Linked DNA regions of Triticum aestivum: region 1 is linked to region 2. Evidence: chromatin contacts called from public Hi-C data. All regions are on one chromosome and are shown on one strand. Each heading gives the region's core, a stretch centred on a gene start, on an enhancer-like site or on the middle of the called end of the contact. The rest is flanking DNA. Distances are from core to core; before and after follow the strand shown. Region 1 holds the start of LOC123054197 (branched-chain amino acid aminotransferase 2, chloroplastic). Region 2 has its middle 550 kb from the start of LOC123054193.

Region 1 (2,700 bases), core at 117-2,616, 680 kb after region 2:
TTGAACAGTTGAGTTGTGACACTCTAGCCCTGTCTAGAAGTAACCCACGACTCACAAAAGGAAAATAGCCAAACAAAGAGGCACCTTCTTGTGTGCCTATATGTTCTCAAAAATATTTCATAGTGATAATGCTTTTGCACATCAACACTTATTCAGAGCTTTCCTATCATTAAGGGCTACATTGTGGAGAACAATTGAAAAGGAAATCTTATATTCTCAAAAAAAGATGTCCGGACGAACACTAAAGTTGTTGCTGCCACACCTCTCTACGTAGCTGCCGACTGCTACTGCCTACTGTTACATCTTCCTTACTACAGGCAATTATTGTTGCTTTATTTAGTTTAACTGTCCTAATAGGATGACATATTGGTTTCAATTCTATATGGATACCCACAAGTAAATCCATTATTTAATGAGATTATAGGATGAACTTACCATATAGAGATCGGCTTTTCCAATATGTGTTGCACTTAGTGACGAACGAGCCGCGGGCAAGCATGGATTACAACTCTGGGCTGGTCCAGAACTTCCAATGTGCGCAGCACTGCAGTTGGAGGACGCAGATTGAGGTCTGAACGCCGCGGCATGTAGCGGCAGATCAAACTCAGCTGTCGGAGGTGATCGGACGTGCGCCATCGTTGCCGGCGAGACATGCCCCGTGGTATCCCACTCGAGTGGCTCGGATAGGAACCGCCCGAACGACACAGACTCCCGCAACGCCGACATCCAGTTCTAAAACCAAAGAATCAAAATCGGGAATGCAGGCACCAGAAAACGGCCAGGTACTGACAAGAAAGGAGGCGCTGCCTCTTACCTGATCGTCGTTGAGTAGGGTCACCGACTCCCGCGACTTGGTCGGATCTAGCTGCGGCGACGAGAGGTTCGTCTCCGCTCCCATGGGGATGCCAACAGCTTGTGCCGGCTCTGAGCAAACTTTCGTCGCACACGCGATAGCCCTCTATGTTGCTCTGGATTGGGGCGTCCAGCAGCGGATGGGGCATGCTCCATGGTGGCCGGCGGCGGTAGGATATGACCTAGGCGGCGGCGGTGGGGAAAATTTCGTATCGAAGAAGAGGAAAACAGAACAGAGCGGTATGCACTTCGGCTGAATCACAGAATAACCCAGGGTGTCTTTTGCATAAATTGCAATGCGAACTGAGCCTGCTCCATCCTGTGCCTCAAGTCCAGATCGAACGGCCAACAAGGTCTCGTATCAGGGGATCATGCCACACACGGTATCACCAGATATGCACTCCTACGAGAAACCGAGCTAAAGACGTTTCTGCCTCGCTGACCGGTGGACCTAAATCCCTGCCTACCCCGCCGCCTCCGGCCTCCGCACCCACACTGACAGGGTGGAGCCGCACGCCTCGACCCACTTCCGGACCTCGCCACCCGGCGGGCGACCCAATGGCAACGAGCCGCCGGCACGCTTGCCATTCGTCCGTTCCGCAGCCGCCACCCCGCGACTCCTTCTCCAATATCCCCAACCGTGCCGAGTAGTCAACCAACCTACCCCCACCCACCGCCGATCCCCCGCCCCGGCGAGTCATACAAATATGGAGCTCCGCCTCCGCGCTCCGGCGTCCCCCGCTTCCGCCTCTCCGCGCGGCACGTCGGTCTCCCCCAGCCCCAGGCCGCATCCGGGCCTACCCTCGCAACCCGTACGGTTTTTCATCCGCGACTTTCTACTGCAGCACGGCGATCGGTTAAGTCGTACTGCCTGCAACTATGGGGAAAACCATCAAACACCTAAAAAGTGTGTCTGTCTGCAGATTCAGAAGCGATTGTCCGGCAGCGCCGTCTCCGTCTCCAGGCGAGGCACTGCGGCAAGGAGCAGCCCGTGTTCCGCCCTGATGACGGCATCATACAAGTACGGTAACTTGACCCGGCGCTCCGCGCTGCTGCACTTTCGTTTTCGTTTACGCCAGCCACTATGCCCGCCTGCTGTTACTGGCAGAACAAGAACATAGTTAAAAATTATATATAGGTTGTATATGAAGAATGGGGATTGATTCACATTCCGGTGCTTCTATTGTCCGCCCATTTGTCCTACATTAAGACATAGTTATGCACAATTGATGTGCTGTTGAAGGAAAATATTGTCACAATCCACTACTTAGTTAAACGAAGAAGGAAAGATTGCTAAAATCCACAATTGATCATGTCAAAAGGTTTACTAGCCACGAGGAGGTAAATAAACTAGAAGAAATCGGTGCAGTACTATCACTGTATCAGTGTGCATTTGCATTTAGTAGCTGCCAATAAGCTTAGTTCCCTTCTGCGTTCTGGCTGTCCCATTATGGGCAGTTTTCCTGTTTTGCCGAATTATTGTTTGTTCATGTGAGCTGCATGTTCCAGCACAGGAACTCCGGACCTAGTCGACTTCGACTGGGAGACTCTTGGATTTCAACTGGTCCCGACGGACTTTATGTATATAATGAAATGTTCGTCAGATGGGGTGTTCACCAAGGGTGAATTGGTTCCATATGGGCCAATCGAGCTGAACCCTGCTGCTGCAGTTTTAAATTATGGCCAGGTTTGTTTATCTCCCAGCTCTGCCTTGAAGAATCGCTACATGATTGGTGAACAGTGCTATGTAAATAATATCCTTGTTGATTTCAGATATGTAGGCTGCTTTCGTTTGCTCCATTTTTGTTGGATATGCTCTAACATGCTTGTAAAACGTGCAGGGATTGC
Region 2 (2,700 bases), core at 72-2,571:
CAACCAACTTATCTCATTGTTATTAAGCACATTATTCTTATTACTGTTGACTCATGGTGTGACCTTTTCTCGACCTGGGCCCTTATCCGCGGGCGCGGCTATCGATAGATCAATATACACTCTGCAGAGGTTAGTACACTGTACCCACACTACGGAACCCATGGCCTCACTCTCCCATTCGGGTGGACCAACGACGTTCCGACAAAACCGATCTATTGTCGTGACACTCTCCCGGCCCTTCCGACTCAGACCCCACCGGGCTAGTCCTGGGTGGCCCCGTGTCTACCTCCAGACACCTCGACCACCGTCGTGGCCACGATCCACATTAGGATCCGGTACCAAAATTAACTTAACAACGGGCTCACAAGCTTATGCTCCGCCTACCTGATCAGGGTAGCACGCGCCCATAACCTTCCCTAAATTGAGGTACCGACCATAGGCACGACAATAGACCCAGTTAGGACCGTCCCATACCGGTAAGCGTGGTTGCACTTGTCAGCATCGATTCAGCAGCACCATGACTCAGCCAACAGGTGTTCAAGTTCAATTTAATCCGGTTAACTTGAATGCAAATATGCTGAGCCATGATAAAATGCATGAACATGATATCAACCTCATCATGAGAGTATCACATAACTATCCACCATATCAACAATAAATCATATCCACCGAACATCGCATACTGACTAGCATGACCATCTCCAACATCAACATGTACTACTAATCAAGCATAAACATATGAAAGGAAATACTAGCAGGTATAACATGATCACGGAGCATAAGACAACATAGCACAAAAGTAAACATGCAAATCGGAACATCACCGGGACAACGATAACCATCTTTTCAACAAGCAAACATTTATTAAATATTCAAGTTGAAAACCATGGCTACTGCATGACTATCATGCAAGTGGGTATTGTGGCTTGCCTGGGGATGAAGAAAGCACCGGGGAGAAGTGCGGTGAAGCTGCGGAAAGATTCGCCGGAAAACGTTCTCTCTCGGAGGGGGCTGAATAAGGGTAAGGGCATAATGGTCATTTTCACAGTGTCAAACCATAGTGAAAACATGACCAACAGAACGGGCTCGACGAAACGAAGAAGTGAGCGTTGGTTTCACCTCATTTGGAGTTACAGTTAAAAAGTTATAAGGGTTTTACTGCCAGGGACATATCTGTAAAAATTTATTTTACAGACTGGGCCAAAACAGAAAAACGGAAAGCGTATTCCAGGGTTTACGCTTCCACTTACGCTGAGGTGCGGTGGACTGGTCAAAAGGGCAGAGGCGGGGCCGGCTCGTGTGGCTGACATGTGGGGTCGCCGGGCCCGCCTAGCCAGGTCAACGCCCCACCTGGCCATCTCCTTCTTCCTCTCGACAGGAGCAGGGGAGAGGCGAGGCCGAGGGGCGCCGGCGATGGCCTGGGCAGCTCCGGCCGTCCCCGGTGGAGCTGGGACCACCGGCGGGCGCGGAACGGAGTGCTGCTCCCTCCTGGAGCAGCAGCAGGCGCGGGGAAGGCCCGGAGACGACGGCGGCTGGCGGGGGCCGAGGGCGGCGGCGGCGGTTGACCTAGGGAACGGCGGCCTGAAGCACTCCGGCGATGAATGGAGGGGCTGGGGAGGTTCACCGGAGCACGGGGAAGACGTAGGTGGTAGCTAGAGGTGGAGGGGGGCTTGGCTTTGGCCGAATTCGAGCGGACCCGAGCGGCGGCCATGGCGGCCATGGGAGGGCAGGAGAGCTTCTCGAGCTCGGGGAAGAGCTTGGGCGGGGCTAGAGGAGAGCGGGGAGGCTGCTGGTGAGCTCGAAGGGCTCGGGGGAGGCCATTTATAGGCGGGTGAGAGGGAGGCCGAGCTGGCACCGCCGGCGACGCGAGTCCGGCGCCGCGGACGCGTGCCCGCGCGCATGGGCTCGGGGCAAACGACGAGGGAGGGAAGCAGGAGAGAGTTCACGAGGAGGAGGAGGCCAAAGGGGGGCAGGAGAAGAGGCCGAGCGCCATTAAAACATGTCGGAGCACTGTGCTCCCGTGGGCGTTCGTCGGCGAGCGTCGGCGAGGAAGCTTCCGGAGGGGGAGAGGGGTCCAGGGGGACGGCGACGACGAGGGCAATCTACTGGACATGCTCACGGGCGCGAAGACAGCGAGAGGGGGAGGGGGTCCAGCACAAACAGTACGCCATAGCGCACAGAGCGCGCCAACAGACATGCCAGCTGCGTGGTCACCATGAGACATGGCGCATTAATTGCTCTACAGCACCCAAAATGGTGTCTAGTGGTAAGTCCTTCCTGGGTAGATATCAACTGAGGTGGTAACTTGGTGAAAGAGGCTCTGGTTAAAAAGAAATAACCCTCTGAAGTTTACTGCAGTAAACTTCATCAGCTCAATGAGGTCAACAGGGACAAGCTATGGGCCAAATAAGATGTCTGGGGTGTTTAGGATAGGAAGGACTACAGTCCTGGAGGTTGGGAGGGTAAAAGGATCAAGATTTACTGCAGTTGCTTCACAACTGCATACTTGGTCCAGAAATGAAGATCAGCAAGGTGCACTCACATGGAGTGGTGGAATGGGATGCAACTTGGCAAATCCCCCTGATATGGACATATAAAGATTCTGTAAAAAGATCATGCCAAATGGACAAACCAAAATAGCACTTGCTTCACAAACATCATTTCTGTCCAGAAACTTGAAATAATTATGGTGGTCAAATG

What was found. Hi-C and Micro-C count contacts between places; a contact is called where the count stands out from the background.
Region 1: a Hi-C map of leaf shows a contact between it and region 2, with 7 times the contacts expected there. The contact joins the promoter of LOC123054197 here to the enhancer-like site in region 2. A contact is called at or near these places in 2 of 5 Hi-C or Micro-C datasets (both in leaf).

What each region holds. Positions count from the first base shown.
Region 1 is chr2D:522,682,949-522,685,648 of IWGSC CS RefSeq v2.1, forward strand. It overlaps LOC123054197 (branched-chain amino acid aminotransferase 2, chloroplastic), which reads left to right and starts at 1,367. Exons shown (of 10, transcript XM_044477915.1): 1 at 1,367-1,664; 2 at 1,776-1,873; 3 at 2,362-2,539; 4 at 2,694-2,700. The coding sequence starts at 1,560. LOC123054196 reads right to left here and starts at 1,099. Exons shown (of 5, transcript XR_006426080.1): 1 at 815-1,099; 2 at 436-732.
Region 2 is chr2D:522,005,875-522,008,574 of IWGSC CS RefSeq v2.1, forward strand. No RefSeq gene overlaps it. Among protein-coding and RNA genes, the nearest start is that of LOC123054193, 550 kb to the left of the region's middle. Within about 2 kb of position 1,322, at least 7 of the 8 cell types and tissues checked have an H3K27ac peak or open chromatin away from gene starts, as enhancers often do. A contact at or near this core is called in leaf, where this site is marked.